Linked DNA regions of Mus musculus: regions 2, 3, 4, 5 and 6 are each linked to region 1. The links are chromatin contacts, called in public HiChIP or PLAC-seq, capture Hi-C and promoter capture Hi-C maps. All regions are on one chromosome and are shown on one strand. The core of a region is the stretch at or near the end of the contact, and the rest is flanking DNA. Distances in the headings are between cores, read along the strand shown.

Region 1 (2,700 bases), core at 94-2,593:
CTGATGTCCACCCCACCACTGTTCATCCAACTGCCAACGTTCCAGTGCAGGGGGTGGCTCATCTCCTTACCAGAGTCTATAGACAGGATACTCAGTGACCTGATTCCTAGCTCTAGTCTTGGAGTTCAAACCCAATATAAGACACAGACCCGCCCAAAAAAAAAAGACAGTTGCAAACATCTCTAAGGCAAGCAAGAGACCAGGCAACGAGACCAAGGAGTTCAAGGTTTGACGACAAAGGACAGGGAAAGATTCCAACTAGGAAGGTAGGCCAAGCCGTAGCGCTTAAAAGGCAACAGACCTTAGATGTTAGTGGTCCCAACAGATGCAGCTGTCTGGGACCACTCAAATCGTCCTATGCTTCCTTAAGGAAGCCATGGCTGTCACTCAGAAGTTACACCCAGCACTCCAACGCAGCATCTGAGGGCTTCCCGAGTCAAAAGGTAAATTCCCCAGCTGCACCGGAGCGTTAAAAGATCAGCTGGGATGAGACAGGTCCCTGGAGTCTAGGAGCCCGTCTGTGCCGCCGCTCTGCACAGCTCTAATGAAGCAGACACACAGTCCTCAGACTCCCCGGAGAAAGTGCCCTGGGGCTCTTTGTTTGGAAACATTCTTGGATCCTCAGGTGTCTGAGGCACTTCCCCTCCCCAGAGGATGCTCTTCAAGTACAATCCAAGTTAATGCTTTCATTTATTTATTTATTTATTTATTTATGTTTTGAATGGGTGGGCTATGAACTGTAGGACAGAGGGGGACGACCTACCTCCCACCCCAAACCTCCGGCGCTCATATTACGGGGCGGGGACCAAGGGGCTCTTTGCCTAGGTCATTCTGAGCCCATGGGAGGGAGGGTGCTTCTTGGCTCTCAAGAAGCTTTGTAAACAGAGGCTGCAGCCAGGCTGACTTTTGCCTTCACACATTCCTTTGGGGCCAGCACAGGAAGTTGACAGAAGACTGGGGGCGGGCATACTAATCGGGCGGACTGGGATCAGGGGCAGATCGGGGCCCTCAGGCGGGGAGACCGAGGCCCCGGGGCCTGAACGGCGACGGGGAGTCGGGGTTACGGCGGCGGCGAAATGTGTAAGGTGGGCAGTGGTCGCCCGACAGGATCCTCAGAACCCCCAGGGTGGGGTCCTGGGTAGGGGTGGGGTGTCTCGGCCAAGCCCTGGGAAAATGAGGATCCCGGAAGGGCCGGCCACCCAGTCCCTTCGCCCTGCCGCCCTGTGGCCTCATGGGCAGCCACTCCGCACCACCGCTAGGCCCGCGGCTCCAACCTACCGGCGCCGCCGCGGGGACCCAGGACGCACCTCTGCGCCGCCTCCGCCGCTCCAACATGGCCGCCTGCTGCGCGCCGGAAGTACACCGTGCTTCCGCTTCCGGGATCTAGCCCGCCTGGTGACCCTTGACCCCTAGAACTCTCCCCTCCCCCCCCAAGTCTGGGGGCGGAGCAGGTTGAGTACTTCGGAGGGCTGCCTGGAGGGGGTGGCCTCGGAGGTGACAAGTCCAAACCTATCTGATCCAGTATGGGAGCCTGTGCACATAGAAGGCAAAAGTCACAGGATCCCAGTCAGGATTGGACTAAGGACCACTTTTCTAAAATGTCCTGGTAATATAGGAGTCAAAGTGACTCCTGGCAAGCTCTATGCTATTCTACACCCCAGGACCTTACTCTTTCTCTGGCACCTGATCAGAAGAGAGTGTGCCTGACAGGGATTATCTCAGGAAAGTCCCCTTGTTTCACCACACAAGTACTTCCTGAAAGAGTAGCAGGCGCTCCTCTCCTGAGAATGGGCTTAACCCTGGCACACTGCATGAAAAGCTGGTATATACATGTAGGCACAAGTAATACACAGCAGCCTGGGGCTGTAGATGGCCAGTCTGTAAGTCACAGTACATCAATGTGGGCCTGAATATACTTGCTCAGGTATGTATACACAGTGGAGTGCCAAGATCTGGCTCAGCCAAAGCACCTCGAATGGCACAAAGTAACACTTTTCAGTCGTTACAGTGCCCAGAATCCGTTGGCTCTGTTGGCAAAGAGATTGCAAACTCAGTCCTACCTATGTCCTGTAGACAACACAAGATGGTTAGTTACAGAGCCCTCTCCTCAGCAGTATTTGAGGACACAGGTTAAAACTAACTCTAGGAATCTGAGACCTCAGATGAACAGTCAGCATATTTTCCAAACCTTGTCCTTTTTGGAGACAGTGTATCCCTACATAGCCCTGGATTCCTGGGATCAAAGGTGGCATGTGCTGCCATGCCTGGCTTCACAGCTTTAAGGAAAGGACCCCCTTGTCAGATGCTTCCTAGTCCAGTTTAGGAGGCATCAGGAAAGCTTTGGTTTCATGGATGAGGGAGTGAAGGCATCTGGACCTGTCTAAGAGTTTGGGGTAGGTAGACAAGGGTGTTTGAAGTGCTTCATGTGGGAGCTGGATACTAGCCTTCTTCCTCTTTTGTACGACTGAAAGATCCTTAGCTGTTCTGTGTTTCCCAGCCTATGTAGAGGGATCTGTCATCTTTAAAGATAAGTATCAACCACCCATCAATACCCAAGGCCTCACTTGATGCCTGTTTACTTCTCAGAGCTTTGGCACCGACAGGAGACTCCTGACAGTTTCTGGGTAGCCAAGTACCCAAGAGGAACCACAAAATCTGCGGGCAGTCTGGGGTCAGTACCTCCAGTCATTTCTCTTGGTA
Region 2 (2,700 bases), core at 185-2,684, 480 kb after region 1:
CAACCATGCCTTCAATGTCTGAGAAAATCACCAAGTCCCCATCGTGGAAGGAATGTCTTTTGGTGTCTCCTCTCAGGGTGACAATGCCGGGGAAACCCTGAGTGAGAGATGGCTTGTCTTCAGAGTGCCTGTACCTACCTTCCACGGGCCCTGGCACCTTTCTCTGGACATCAGGGAAACCTCTACATCTGAGCACCCACCTGAGAGATGTCCTGGATGGCAGCTGTCATGGGTTCTACCTCAGTAGGGTCCAAAACTGTGAAGTCCTCACCAAAGTCACAGAATAACCGCCTAGTGTGGGTGGCGGAAGTTACTGAGGAAGCTCATTAGTTGTGAGTAGGGGGCACTAGGACAGGCCCAAAGGGGAAGGAATTATAGGAAAGCTGTGGAGACTTTGGTTTGGGCATGCAGGGTGCACTAAAGCAGGTCTGCATGCTGAGGTGGAGAAACAAGGGCAAGACTGTAGTCCAGAGCATCCTTGTAAGCTCTAGGCTGAGTCGGGGAGGATGGGGCAAGCTAAGGGCTGGGCAAGGCATTAGGACCAATTGCTGGCAGTGATGTGGTGGGGTACACAGGTAGTCTCCTCACCCCACAAGGCCCCGGGTTTCAGCCATCAGGAAGCGGACTCCATGCTTGTGACACAAAGGTCCCACCTTCAGCTGGTCTTCCAGCTTGGAGTCAGTCAGCACCACTACCTAGATGGACACCGTGATTGATCAGCAGGCCCGGAATCACTCGCCACCTTCTCTCTGCCGTTAAGGGCAGGAGGGAGGTACTAGGCTAGCATGCAAAGTGGCTCTGGGGAAAGCACCTGAAAACCCTGCAGTAGGTCCTCAGTGATGTCGCCACTGTGGACGGAGATCTGGACAGCTTCATTGAGCTGAGCCAATTGCGCCTGAGAGGCCTCAGCCCTGTTCCTTCCCAAGCTCTCTTCTGAAAGGAAACACTAAGGACAGCTCAGTGCAGCTTGATCAAGGAGACTCCCCTTTGGCCTCTGCTCTGGGAGGCAGCATAGAGACCCCCAAGAACTCTTACCTGAGCAGCCAAGTCAGCCCAGCAGGTGGGATGGGGATCATGCAGGGTGAGGCTGCCCACACCTGTAAGGACTAGGTTCTTGGCCACCTCAGCTCCCAGACCCTGCAGGCCACATAGCAAGACTTTGGCTTCCTGGATCCTCTGCATAGCAGGCAGGCCCAGTACATACCTGTGGTTAAGAAGAAGGAGGTGGCAGCTGGGGACCAAAGGTCTGGAAGCCACCCGACTTGGTTATCCCACCTTGAGACTTACAGCTGCCTGGAGTATAACTCTTCATCCATCCTCAGTCGTGGGGCTGGAGAGGAGGCTGTAGGGCTCACAGGAGGGGGCAAGGAAAACAAGGCAAACAGGCCCCAAAGCGCTGGTTGCTGCTGGTTACAGCTCTCTTTCTGCTTCCTCTATGATTTCAGGAAACCAAAAGTGAAACTAGACTGAGTTGGTTCCTGGTCCTCCCAGTGAATGAGGACAGATATCAGTGCTCTGCAGGCCAACTGGGGTTTATCGCTTGGATAAGTCCCAGTGTTACAAGAGGCCAGTGACTCTCTGAGTCAGACCTGAGAAATGAGAAGCTCAGGCAGCCACAAAATGAAGACATGTGTCACATATATATTTTAAACTTTTGTTTTGAAATAACTGTAGACTCACAATAAGTTGTGAAAATAACACAGGGTGTTGCTGTGTTCATGCGTATTTGTGGGTGTGTTTTCCATCACCATATATTAATTACACATAATAATGTGCTTCGTTATGGCACTTTTATACGTGTACATTTTGATCATATTCATCTGTTAGCTTCTCTATCCTCCTCCCACTCTTGCTGTTCCTCTTGGTGACTTGGTGAGTTTTGCAGACGTTTCATACAAGAGGATGGGCGAGAGGTTATTTATGGAAGCCAGGGGCACCTTATCAGTGGTTACAGAACTAAAGAAAATGTCTCACCCTCCTGGAGGGGCGAGGCCTCATGAGTCCCTGTTCCTCCCATGATAGGATGCTTCACAAGCCCAAATTTTGTACAGATCTTGTGCAGGTCACAACTACTGTGAGTTCAAGAGCACAACAGCCATTTGTGGCCAGAAGATCATGTTCTGCAAAGACTCCATCCTCCACTTCTAAAGCTATCGCGTCCTGTTTTTCATGGCGTTCCCTGAGCCTTGGCTAGAGCAGATCGAGATGTTCCTTTAGGGCTGAACATTCAGGTCACTTCTCTACACACTGACCGGTTATGAGTCCCTGCAGGCACCACTGCCCTCCACAAAAGGAAGCCTCTCTGATAAAAGCCCACAGTGGCCCCGCGCTAAGGTCACTAACATGACTGTCATTCTACCATGAGGGCCTATGACCTACCCAATCACTGTTTTTTTTTTTTTTTTTTTTTTTTTTTTTTGGATCAGGTTTATAATACCAGACATGAATTCTCTCCCTCCTGTGGAGTGGGCTCAGTTCCAATAAGAAAGTAGTTGCTGTCACCACAGCAGGCTCGAAGGCACTAGATCCATCTTGCTACTGTTTGTTTGTTTTTGTTGTTTTTGTTTTTTTAAAGACAAGGTTTCTCTGTGTAAACCAAGCTGTCCTCGAACTCAGACATTCCCCTGCCTTTGCCTCTGAGTGCTGGCATTAAAGACACGCACCATCACCAGCCAGTTGAGTTGTTTGTTTGCTTGCTTT
Region 3 (2,700 bases), core at 95-2,594, 460 kb after region 1:
AAGGTATCATCTCCAGCCCAGGGTGCTGGTTTCTCCCAAAATTAAACGTTCAGAGGAGGCATGATCCTAACAGACATTACGAGCACACCTCCTGCTTGGCCTCCTTAATCGTCTTTTGTGGGTTTCATATGACGACAACATACAAGACACCTGTGTGGCGAACCTAAGGGACCCTGGGTAAAAATGTGATTTACAGCAGCCAGGACCCTTTCTAGAGCTGCATACTCTTTTGGGGATTGCCAGCCCCGCCTCCATCTTGACTCTAAGCTTGACTCGCTGTTTTCATCAAGCATCAACAGCTTTCAGCTCTGCTTTTGTCTGCAGACAGGGTCTTGCTAGGTAGCTCTGCCTGGCCCGCCCGCAACCCATGGCAATCCTCCTCCTTCAGCCTAGTGCATGAGCTCCCATACCCTAGTTCAGTTTTTGTTTTTAATAGTCCCAACACTCCTACGTCTCCTAACGGACTGTCTCTTTAAGAGACAAAATTAATCAAATCATCATCATCCTTATCCTCCTAAACCACATACTCCAAGTCGAGCACCAAACAACTTATACCCCAAATAAAACTCTGCCACTGTGGACATTTAGCTAGGTTCTTCAAGAAGCAGTAAACAGTGAGCCCTGAAGAGCACGGAAGACGCCGAGGGATCTCGGTGATGCCAGGCAGAGGATCATAGCCCTACCAAAAGCACAGGGCCCCGATACCACCCTCCTTGGCTCAGAAGGCATTTTAGGCCTGTTTCGTCTCATCTTAGTCTCAAGCGGCCTGAAAATTTACTCGCAGGAGTATGAAATCTTAAGAGCGACGTAACGTTTATCGCTGATTTGGAGGAACGTTACGGCCGGGAGAACGAGCTGGCAGCAACCACGTCTCAGCACGCCGGCTCTCAGGCACCCAGGGATTCGGTCTGAAAGGCAGGTTTCCCGGTACCCCGCCGGCCGGTCCCAGGGCTCAGGGCTCTCCGACCTCCACCCGGGCTGCCCACCCAGCCTCCGTGTCAACATCTGGGAGGCTCGGCGGAAGGCCAACCAGGATGCTGGAATGATGTTCCAGTGATGCTCGCCCCAAGTCCCGACCCTACCTACGCGCGCCAGCAACAACCCCGCGCCCGCCGCCACCCTCGCCGTGGGTGTCGGGCGGGTCTTTTGGCCCGACTCCTGTCACTCACCGGCCCGACTCGGGCAGCGGGCGCCCAAGGCTCCCCACGGGAGCTGGGCCCCCCGGGCCTCCAGGTCTCGGCCCGCCCCCCTGGCAGGCGGCGCTGGTGGCTGAGCCCCGCAGCAGCGGCCCCTCACCGGCCGCTCGGTCCAGCTCCTGGCGCTGCCCACTGGGTACGGATCAACAACAAGATGGCGGCCAGCCGAGGGGGCGGGGGCCGGGCGTCATAGTAACCAAGGACAGCAAAGAACCCGCCCCTAACTGAGGTTATCTCCAATCAATAGCCTCTTCTTGGGACGCCTGAAGGAGTTCTTCGCGTTGATTCGTCAACTGTTCCGTCAGTCAGGGCGTGCCTCTCGTGCAGAATGCCTGGGGCACGTGACTGTGACGGCAGGAATTGACGCATGCGCGCCATTCTCAGGTTTGCTAGCAGTGGAGCTTTTAGCAGCGATGGGGGTGATGCTGGAGAGCCCTTCGTTTTCTCACCTGCGCAATCGTTTCGGTTTTGAGCTGGCAGCGTTTATCATCCTCTCGCACACACTTAGGGAATGTCATAGGTACGGTATTTGCTTTGTCCCCTGCCTCTGTGCTTGGGATCGTCCCTAGTTAACTGGTGAGGAAACTGAGGCGCAGAAAAGAGCCTGAGCCAAGGTCACACAGTCTTAGGAAGTGGTGGCGATGGGTCCTTCTACTCTTCTAGCTCCGGAGTTAGTGTTTTCTAAGCGTCTCCCAGCGTTGTCTCTCACCAGTCCCGAGGCACAGCCGTCTGTGCTACCTCTTCGATTTCGGCTTCCCCTTTCCCCGGCTTATTTTGCATAAGAATTCAATCTGCAACCAGCTCAAGTCTCAGCACATAGTGATCGCTCTTATTTGCCTCAGAGCACCGTTAAGTTCCTGTGACACAGTGTCTTTTTGCCCTTGGCTATCATGATCTATCTCCAAGGCAAACTATGAGTCCGAAAATGACCATCCCTTGTTCTCCATAAGTAGACACCTAACCCGGGGCTTTTGGCTTCAAGGTTAGGATACATCACAGCACCTGGTCCCACACCAAAACGCCCTAACTCTGAGAACTTTGAGCTTTAGCTTCTCTTTAGTTGCTCTGTCTATAAAATGAAGATGAACAAGAAACAGACTTAATAAGCTCTTAGAGTAAGCCAAGTACTCAGGAAAAAACACTTATAGCCGCTCAGGCTGCTGAAACTGAAGTCTCTAACACTCTTCTTTTGATAGACACCCCATTAAGAGAGATGGTTCAGTGGTTAAGAGTACTTGCTGTTCTCACAGAGAACCTGGGTTCTGTTCCTAGCACCCACATCACCCAGCTCAAAGCTTTATGGGGGGTCTAACACCCTCTTCATGGGCACCAGCACACATGTGGCATATATTCATACAGACACACATACATATAAAACTAATTTTTAGAGTTTTTCTTAGGCAGAGCATGGCAGTATACACCTTCAATCTCTTGAGGGGCAGAAGCAAGCCAATCTCTTGACTTTGAGGATAGCCTGGTCTACATAGTGTGTTCTAGGCCAGCC
Region 4 (2,700 bases), core at 20-2,519, 300 kb after region 1:
AATCTTCAACCTGTTTGGTTTTTTTTTTGTTGTTGTTTTTTGGGTTTTTTTCTTTGCATCTAAAAATGTCTCTCGTGGATAATACTTGTATCTCTTTTTCTCAATCAAGTTTGATGATCTCTGACTTTGGATAAGATCATGTAATCTAATTCCTGATATGGTTGGATTTGCAGTGCATTTTGCCTTTTGCTTTTTATGTGTCTCAAGCTTTCTTATCTATTTCTTCCACTTTTATTGCCTCACTTTGTATTAAGTGGACATTTTCTAGTATAACATTGTAATTGCATGTTTTTAAATTATTTAGGGTTTACAATCTACGTCTTATTATTTTAGAATCTATTTCAGGCCAGGCATGGTGGCACACACCTTTAGTTCCAGACCTTGGGAGGCAGAGGCAGGTGGATCTCTGTGAGTCTGAGGCCAGCCTGGTCTACAGAGTGAGTTCCAAGACAGCCAGGGCTACACGATGAGACCCTGTTTTGAATAAGTACACAAACAAAAAACCCTCTACTTCAGACTTAATTTGTTTTTGAGATAGAGTCTCACTATATAGCTTCAGCCAGCCTGGAACTGCTAGATAGACTAGGCTGGCCTTGAATTTACAGATATCCAACTGCCTCTGACTCCCAAGTGCTGGGATTAAAGGTGTATGCCACCTAGCCAGACCCAGGATCTACTTCAGATTTATGCTAATTTCATTTTAGTGATGTGGACTAAGGATGTGGCTCAGTGTTAGTTCTTGTCTACTGTGTGTAAGGCCTTGGGTTTGATCCCGCACCGAGAAAAACGTTGAGAGTAGACACTTGGCTCCATACCCACCTGCGTTCTTCCCGTGTTACGCTATTATTGTTCTGTATCATGTTACAAATGGAAAACACATCATAATTATAAAGTTATAGCTGTCACTTTATATTGTGCTGCAGACAACCTCGTATGTTCTCCTTTACACGCTAAGAGATAAAGGGCAGCAGGCAGGCACACACTCGGGAGGTTGTATAACGGCCTTTCCATCGCTGTCTCTACTCCCCACTGTTTCCCGTGGCTTGTTTCCCTTTTGTCTACTGTGCCTTTGGTATTTCAATATGTTGCATATAATTCTGTCTAGATTCTACTATCCTGACATATATAAGTGTTTTATCTTACTCGATTGTTTCCCAAATCAGTTAAGAAAGTGAAAGGCCTTTGTGGTCACACGTTCTCCTGCACACTGTGGCTCCCTCAGGCTTTTGTGTGCAGACTAGACTGACTGCTGGTGTCCTTTGCTTTCGGTCTCTCCCTTTGTGGTTTCTTGTAAGGCGATCTGTGATCGCAGTTATGTTCTTCCTGCTAAGTCTTAGGTTCTGCCTTCTTGTTAATCTTGTTAATCAGATAACGGTTTCATTTTGACTTCATTAACAATTATCCTTTTCCCTACAGATTTTTTTTTCGAGACAGGGTTTCTCCGTGTAGCCCTGGCTGTCCTGGAACTCACTCTCTAGACCAGGCTGGCCTCAAACTTAGAAATCTGCCTGCCTCTGCCTCCCAAGTGCTGGGATTAAAGGCTTGAGCCACTATGCCCGGCTTTCCTACAGATTTTTAAGCTTACTTGATGTATTTATTTATTTTTAAATATTTTATTCTTAATAATGTGTAAACAAACATATTTGTGTGTGTGTGTGTGGGGGGGGTGTTCTGTGTGAAGACAGGAGCCTGCAAAGGCCACAGGTGTCTGATCCTTTGGAGCTGAAGTTACAGTAGTTGTGAGCTGAGCTCCCCAGCCTGGGTCCCAGGAAGTGACCTTGGGTCCCTGCAAGAATAGTATGTTCTCTTAGCTGCTGGAACATCTCTCCAGTCCTATTATTTTTAAATCAGGATCCTATATTGCCCTGGCTGGCCTGGAACTTGCTATGTAATCCAGGCTGGCTTGGAACTCCCAGAAATCTGCCTTCCTGTACCTCCTGAGTGCCGGGATTAAAGGTATGCGCCACAACGCTCAGCTGTCTGTGTGTTTGTTATTTGAGATATCATTGACCCCATCCAGCCCTGATGGGTCAGGACTATAGTCCCAGATACTTGGGACTCCGAAGGCAGGAGGATCTCAAGTTCAGGGCCTGCCTGAGCCATAGAGTTGGTTTAAGGGCAGCCTGAGCAACTTAAAGAGAATCCTTTTTGATCCTAAGTAAAAAGGAAGGGCCAGAATGAATTTCAGTTGATGGAACACTTGCAGAGTGTATTAACTACTTTTCTGCTGCTGTGATAAACACCATGACCAGAAGCAACATAGGGAGAAGGGGGCTTATTTCTGCTTACATTTCCAGTCTATCACTGAGAGAAGTCAGAAACTGAAGTAGAAATCATGGAGAAATGCTGCTTACTGGCTCCCTCCCTGGTATCTGACCAACTGGTTTTCTCTTTATTTCTCTTTATTATTTTTGAGTATGTGTATGCTTGTGTATCTGTGTGTGCGTGTGAATGCAGATCACTATGGAATCCAGAGGAGAACACTGTATCATCTGAAGCTGGAGTTAACAGGTGTTTGTGAGGTGTGTGCTGTAGATCTCTTACAGGACCTCTGTAAGAACAGAATGTACCCTTAACCTCCATCTCTCAGCCCCTTGCCGACTTTTGTACACAGATTATGACCTCCTGCCTCCCCAGATGGCGCTGTTCATAGTGGGCAGGGCCCTCCTACATCAGTTAACAGTCAAGAAAATGGCCCCC
Region 5 (2,700 bases), core at 74-2,573, 410 kb after region 1:
GGCTCAGGATGTACATGCCTGCGTTGATCTTATTGGACACAAACACCTGTGGCTTCTCAACAAAACGGTGGATGCGGCCTGTGTCAGCCTCACATACCACCACACCATACTTGGAAGGCTCTTCCACCTTGGTAACCTGAATATAGAGGTGGAGGGTACCTTAGGCCTAGTCCAGTTTTCTTTACTCTTGATAAATATGCCTATCCCACATCTCAAAGGCTCTCCCCCAAAGACATTCTGCATAGCTTTGTAGCAAAACAGAGTTTAAGACCAGGGGTCAGGAAAGACTCCATGTGAGGGTGGGAATGTCAGAGGAAATCTTCTCTTACCAAGATGGAGCCCTCTTGGCCATGGTGCCGATGAAACTGCACCATGGCTTGGAAGGGGAAATCACATATCACATCACTGTTGAGAACGAAGAAAGGGTCGGCAGTCTCAGATAGTAGGTCTCGGGCCAACGCCAGAGGCCCAGCTAGAGAAGGGGACAAGTCATAAGTTACCACCTTGCTAGGGGCCTAGGTCCAGACTCCAGAGGCCCCACCCATCCGCCCAGATTGGATACCTCTTTGCTGGCCCTAAAGTTTGCCCAAGGGCCTTCCTTATACTGACCTGTCCCCAAAGGCTCCTCTTCATGAGACATAGAGATTCGGATTCCAAGCTGGAAAGAAGAAGCCATCTGGTTATGTTCCTCCTCCAATGGTAAGAGCCCCAGGGACCTAAAGAAAGGGCTAAGTCCATGCCTCACCCTTTGCTCTTGTGCCTTCATTTCCTTCTCCAACATCTGTGACATGTAGCTCACTGCCAGGATCACGTGGTCCACACCTGCCTGTCAGACACAATAAGGTGTGCTAGTTGACTGGCTCAGTCACAAGGTATGACCACCCCTGGCCTCCCAGTCACTATCCATCCCTCTTCCCGCCATAACAGACCCACGGCCTTACCGCAGCAAGCGCCTCCACTTGATGCAGCAAGATGGGCTTATTGCAGAAGTCCACCAATGGCTTCGGAGTGCTCAACGTCAGCGGCCGCAACCGTGTCCCATACCCTCCCACCAAGATCAGTGCCTTCATGGCGTCTGCAGATGTTAGAAGTGGATCTATCGGTCCAAAGTACTTACAGGCCGCCTGACCGACCCCTGCCGCGCACTCCCAACGCCGTGCCCTGACCTGCACGTTTCACCAACTAGACTGACCAACTCTGGTGTCACCTCGCCCCCCTGCTCTACCCTGATGTGGGGTCCAGGATCAGCCAGAACAGAAGACGAGGAACTGGTTGGAGACCGGCTGGTCCGGAGTTCCGGCCGGAGGCGGCGCAGCCAGTGACGTAACAGGGAGAGCCAATCTACGTGGCAGGGCCGCCCGCAGCCGAGCGTCAGACTTTACGCTGCGGCGGACGTAGCCAATTAGATTTCCAACGCCCTGGGCTGCCATGGGGACCCGGAGAACTCGCGAGTCAGATGCCCATTGGCGGATCTAAAGGCGGAACCGAAAGAGGAGGCTTAGCTTCCTATCGGAACCCAGTCCGCCACGCGGCAGCTGCCATCTGCCCCGCCCCGCCCCGCCCCGCCCCGCCGACGCCGCCTACCCCCCCAAAGGCCACTCCAGGTTCGCCCTGATGACCCCGCCCCTCAACACTTGCTCTGACCCCTATATCCAACCCCTCCCGTGCTGCCTCCCCCGACCCCCCACCCCCAGTGTCAGCACTGTCCCGCTGCACCTGTCCCGACCCAGCTCAGCCCGATCCCTAGACTAGCCATGTCGGCCCAACCGGAGGCGATGAAGTTTTCACACAGACTTGGACAGAGTTCAGTTTCTAGAGGCTTTATTTTGACGTATACGACCAGACACAAGCGGGCGGATAGCGCTGGGTGTACAGAAAAGGGCCGGCTTGGGCCAAGCACTCCTCTCCACCACACAGAAGACCTGGGGAAAATGCAAGCGCGCCTAAGCGCCAGTGGAGCCACGTATGCATCCAGGCGCAGGTCTTAGGGTGTGTAGCTTCCAGGAAAGAGGAGCAGATAACAATTTCCAGAATTCCAAGTCTTACATTTCCTCCACAGAAGCAAAGGAAATTTCCCCAGGTTCTCCTTTTTCCTCGTTAAAATGTAGTTTTTAAAATGAGCACACACACACAACCAACTTATATAGCTGTAAAGTTCAAAGCAGTTTGCATCTAGGGAACGTGCACGTGGCCAGATGTGAGCGAATGAGCAGCGGATACTGAACGGATACTGTCCGAGCCCAGGTCCCTTGCCCCTAGGAGAGAATGAATCCCCACACCACTGCACGGCCCACAGCTGAGAGGGGTAGAATCCCAGGCAAGGACATTGCTCTACTGGTCCCTTCCTCTTCCAGCAGCACCCATCCCATTTCACTCCCACCCATCTCCCCGGGCTGGTATGGGCTTGGCCCGGGAAATACAATGGAAAGGGGTAATGTGAGCTCCCAACCCATGATCCCTAGTTGCACTTTGGTCCCAAATTGATGATTGGGAAGGCAGGACCTGTCAGGAAAAAGACAGGGCTCTAGCCTGGGACAGGCAGAAGAGCAGTGGTAAAAGTGTTCGCACACACTTGCCACCACCTATCAGATAACAGAGCTGGGCCTCCAGATATCAAAAGTGCTGAAAAGTGAGGCCCTGCCCTTGAGCAGCGGCAAATCCCAGCCTTTCCTCGCTTGCAGTGGCAGGAGCAGTGCCTAC
Region 6 (2,700 bases), core at 26-2,525, 270 kb after region 1:
TACACCCTCTCTCCCTTGGGTGCTTCCCGAGACTCTGGGTCTATGGGACTCAGCCTCAGTATGAATCCCAGACGATGCTCACTACTATTTGGTTTTCCCCACAGCAATATCCAGCCCCTGACGGTCTGGCCCCAACATCTCAATCACTTTACACCTCTGAACAGACTCCCATTCATCTGCATCCTGCAAGTCTCTCACAGAGCCTGTTCTATGCTTTACCTACCAGGACAGCCTCCTGCTATATCTCACAATAGCTTGCCCCAGAACATGCTATATAGATAAGCCTGAAGTCTCACAGAGATCTGCCTGCCTCTGCTCCCACGCGCTCGGAAGAAAGGTGTGTACCACGATGTATGGTCCTTATGGATAGAAAGTGCCAGATTTCAGGCCGTGGACAGCGCTATGCCACCTTGTGGCATTTTCCCCTGCCTTTTCTTTTTGTCTATTTCTCTTTTTCCTTTCCCTCTCTCCCTCTTTCTTCTCTCTCCCTTTTTAAAAATCATGTCATTTGTTTGTTTGTTTGTTTGTTTGTTTAAGGCAGCATTTCTCAGTGTAGTTTGGTTCTCCTGGAACTTTCTCTCAGAGCGGGATGGCCTCGAACTCAGAGATCCTCCTGCTTCTGCCTCTCAAATCCTGGGATTAAAGGCGTGTGCCATTAAGTCCGGCTGCAATAAAAGTTCTTAACTGCTAATTCATCTCTCTAGACTATACTTTAACGGAAGACATTTTTATTTGTGTATGTGTATAGCTGACGGAATGGGAGGATGTGGAGAGCAGAAGACAACGTGGAAGTCGGTTCTTTCCTTTCACCATGTGGGCTCCTAACTCACAGCATCAAACTTGGAGCAAGCATCTTTACCTATTGGTCCCTTTTGCTGGCCCGGTTTTTTTTCTTTTAAAATGGTTTGGTGTAGGCTGGCCTCGAACTCACTACGTAACTAAGGATGACCTTGATTTTCCTGCCTCAATCTCCTATTGACTGGCATTACAGACGTAGGCCACCACTCAAGGCTCTTAGTCGCTTCTAAGGTCTAGTGAACCTCCAAAGTGGTCCAGCAGATTGCAGCCAGCCACCCGAGGCCGCCGGCCTTCATTCAACACCCGCCGGCCGCGTTGGCTGCGGAGGGCGCATGCGCGGGTTCCGGAGGCCTTTTCCCGGCGACCCCGAGGCTGGTGCGTGGACACGAGTCTTCGCGGGCTGGCGTGAGCGCGCGCGGGGAGGGGGGGGGGCGTGTGCAGGGCAGGAGCGCGCGCGACGCGCATGCGCAGCAGCAGGCGGCTGTGCGAGCCGAGCTGGGAGATGGCGGCAGCTGCGGTGGAGCGGAGAGTGTGAGCGCCGCCCGGGAGCCGCCGGCCCGGGCGCAGTGCGACCCCGACCCCGCCCGCCCGCCTGCCCACCATGGGCAACGAGGCCAGCCTGGAGGGCGGCGCGGGCGAAGGGCCGCTGCCGCCCGGAGGCTCTGGTCTGGGTCCGGGCCCCGGAGCAGGGAAGCCGCCTTCAGCACTAGCTGGCGGCGGACAGCTCCCCGTGGCTGGCGCTGCGCGAGCGGCGGGACCCCCGACCCCTGGTCTCGGTCCGGTCCCCGGCCCTGGCCCCGGCCCCGGCCCGGGCAGGTAAGAGCGCGCGTCTGGGCTCCTGGGGGGCAGGGAGCTGTGGTCCGAATCTGGGGCCGGGGCCTGGAATCCCACGATCTAGTGGACAGCAGGTTCGGGTCTGCCTGCACTGCGAATCCTGCCAGATTGGCGTGAGCTGGGTGGTCAAGGTGGGCAACCCTAGGTTCTCCAGCCGCCCCGCCTTGACAGGACAGGATGGTGAGTACAGGGTTAGTCAGGGCCTGCAGACCGTGACTTCGTCACAATCCCCCAATTCTCTTCCCCATAGCGCAGGGGCCCAACAGCTCAGGAGGGGCTTATGTAACCTTAGTCTGGTCCCTCTGCACAGGGGAGCAATGGGATGGAAGACATCCTCCCTGTCTGCCAGCGTCTGCATATGTCCATTGTGTTGGGTCGAGAAAGAGCACAATGGGAGTGGCTGTCAGGGAAGATAAGTGTCACTGCTAGGAATAGGGAAAGATGGGAATAGTTGAGCCATGAACTTGGTCCTTTGCTTTCCTCAAGCATTTCGTGCCTGTCACTGTCTCTGAGGAAAGGAAAATTGCCCACCGGATACTATCAGGCCCTATAATACTCGCGGTCATGTGCTTTCGTCAAGGGTTTGTGAACACTTTCAGGTGAGGCAGAAAACGCTATTGAATTACCTCCCACCAGATATGAACTCATGGCTTAATGATTTAGCTCAACACCTCCGGCCAGTGGGAAAGCCAAAATCCACATAGACTGGTTTAAACCAAATAGATCTGGCCAAATATTTTTGAGCCCAGCTTGTTTCAGGGTTTGCCAAACCCAGATTCTGCAAAAACAAGTGGCATGGAAGGCGGAGGATGTGAATGTTGGCCTGTGTCAGCCGACTCAAGACTACCAAGAGATGACAGGGTAAAACGGAAGGCGTTATTTTTACACCAGTTGGGCCTGGGGAGTATCGTCCCCCTTGGGGGGAGGTGTTTCTATCTCCATTCAAAGCTGCCAATATCTATGTTGCTTTGCCTTTTCTGGTACACAGAAACTCCAAGGAAGAATAATGTTTGCTTTTTCAGACACCCAACTGTGCCTCCTGTGTTGATTTCTTCAGGAGTCTTTTCT

What was found. Promoter capture Hi-C pulls out the DNA fragments that hold promoters and counts their contacts. HiChIP or PLAC-seq counts read pairs in DNA pulled down with a chosen protein or histone mark. Capture Hi-C pulls out chosen DNA fragments and counts their contacts.
Region 2: a FOXA1 HiChIP or PLAC-seq map of pancreatic cancer cells shows a contact between it and region 1. The contact joins the promoter of Uba7 here to the promoter of Ccdc71 in region 1. A contact is called at or near these places in 1 of 39 promoter capture datasets (pre-B cells), 5 of 115 datasets of contacts at active chromatin or transcription factors (bone marrow-derived macrophages, effector CD8 T cells, kidney and 2 more) and 2 of 9 other capture datasets (liver and macrophages).
Region 3: an H3K4me3 HiChIP or PLAC-seq map of bone marrow-derived macrophages shows a contact between it and region 1, with 2.8 times the contacts expected there. The contact joins the promoter of Ip6k1 here to the promoter of Ccdc71 in region 1. A contact is called at or near these places in 5 of 39 promoter capture datasets (the SN4741 cell line, cranial neural crest, liver and 1 more), 1 of 15 datasets of contacts at CTCF or cohesin (the NIH/3T3 cell line), 1 of 484 Hi-C or Micro-C datasets (B cells), 5 of 115 datasets of contacts at active chromatin or transcription factors (bone marrow-derived macrophages, embryonic stem cells, memory CD8 T cells and 2 more) and 2 of 9 other capture datasets (liver and pancreatic islet).
Region 4: an H3K4me3 HiChIP or PLAC-seq map of bone marrow-derived macrophages shows a contact between it and region 1, with 7 times the contacts expected there. The contact joins the enhancer-like site here to the promoter of Ccdc71 in region 1. A contact is called at or near these places in 3 of 39 promoter capture datasets (embryonic stem cells, hematopoietic stem and progenitor cells and liver), 3 of 115 datasets of contacts at active chromatin or transcription factors (bone marrow-derived macrophages, embryonic stem cells and pancreatic cancer cells) and 2 of 9 other capture datasets (liver and pancreatic islet).
Region 5: a contact with region 1 is called in a capture Hi-C map of macrophages, with 8 times the contacts expected there. The contact joins the promoter of Gmppb here to the promoter of Ccdc71 in region 1. A contact is called at or near these places in 3 of 115 datasets of contacts at active chromatin or transcription factors (bone marrow-derived macrophages, embryonic midbrain and memory CD8 T cells) and 3 of 9 other capture datasets (embryonic stem cells, liver and macrophages).
Region 6: a contact with region 1 is called in a promoter capture Hi-C map of embryonic stem cells, with 2.8 times the contacts expected there. The contact joins the promoter of Bsn here to the promoter of Ccdc71 in region 1. A contact is called at or near these places in 5 of 39 promoter capture datasets (the C10 cell line, embryonic stem cells, liver and 1 more), 1 of 115 datasets of contacts at active chromatin or transcription factors (bone marrow-derived macrophages) and 2 of 9 other capture datasets (liver and pancreatic islet).

Annotation. Positions count from the first base shown.
Region 1 is chr9:108,459,196-108,461,895 of GRCm38.p6, reverse strand. It overlaps Ccdc71 (coiled-coil domain containing 71), which reads right to left and starts at 1,343. Exons shown (of 2, transcript NM_133744.5): 1 at 1,279-1,343. It also overlaps a transcript of Klhdc8b not described here.
Region 2 is chr9:107,974,301-107,977,000 of GRCm38.p6, reverse strand. Uba7 (ubiquitin-like modifier activating enzyme 7) reads right to left here and starts at 1,434. Exons shown (of 24, transcript NM_023738.4): 1 at 1,288-1,434; 2 at 1,036-1,204; 3 at 812-946; 4 at 589-695; 5 at 201-291; 6 at 1-97. The coding sequence starts at 1,316.
Region 3 is chr9:108,001,292-108,003,991 of GRCm38.p6, reverse strand. Ip6k1 (inositol hexaphosphate kinase 1) reads right to left here and starts at 1,344. Exons shown (of 6, transcript NM_013785.2): 1 at 1,170-1,344. 4930535L15Rik (RIKEN cDNA 4930535L15 gene) reads left to right here and starts at 1,573. Exons shown (of 4, transcript NR_166685.1): 1 at 1,573-1,716.
Region 4 is chr9:108,162,385-108,165,084 of GRCm38.p6, reverse strand. The region is part of intron 1 of Bsn (bassoon); the gene reads left to right. Among named protein-coding and RNA genes, the nearest start is that of Bsn, 27 kb to the left of the region's middle. Within about 2 kb of position 1,269, at least 52 of the 459 cell types and tissues checked have an H3K27ac peak or open chromatin away from gene starts, as enhancers often do. A contact at or near this core is called in bone marrow-derived macrophages and hematopoietic stem and progenitor cells, where this site is marked.
Region 5 is chr9:108,047,887-108,050,586 of GRCm38.p6, reverse strand. Gmppb (GDP-mannose pyrophosphorylase B) reads right to left here and starts at 1,323. Exons shown (of 9, transcript NM_177910.4): 1 at 942-1,323; 2 at 746-826; 3 at 610-658; 4 at 330-472; 5 at 1-136. The coding sequence starts at 1,070. It overlaps Ip6k1 (inositol hexaphosphate kinase 1), which reads right to left. Exons shown (of 6, transcript NM_013785.2): 6 at 1,805-2,700.
Region 6 is chr9:108,188,958-108,191,657 of GRCm38.p6, reverse strand. It overlaps Bsn (bassoon), which reads left to right and starts at 1,275. Exons shown (of 12, transcript NM_007567.2): 1 at 1,275-1,614. The coding sequence starts at 1,400.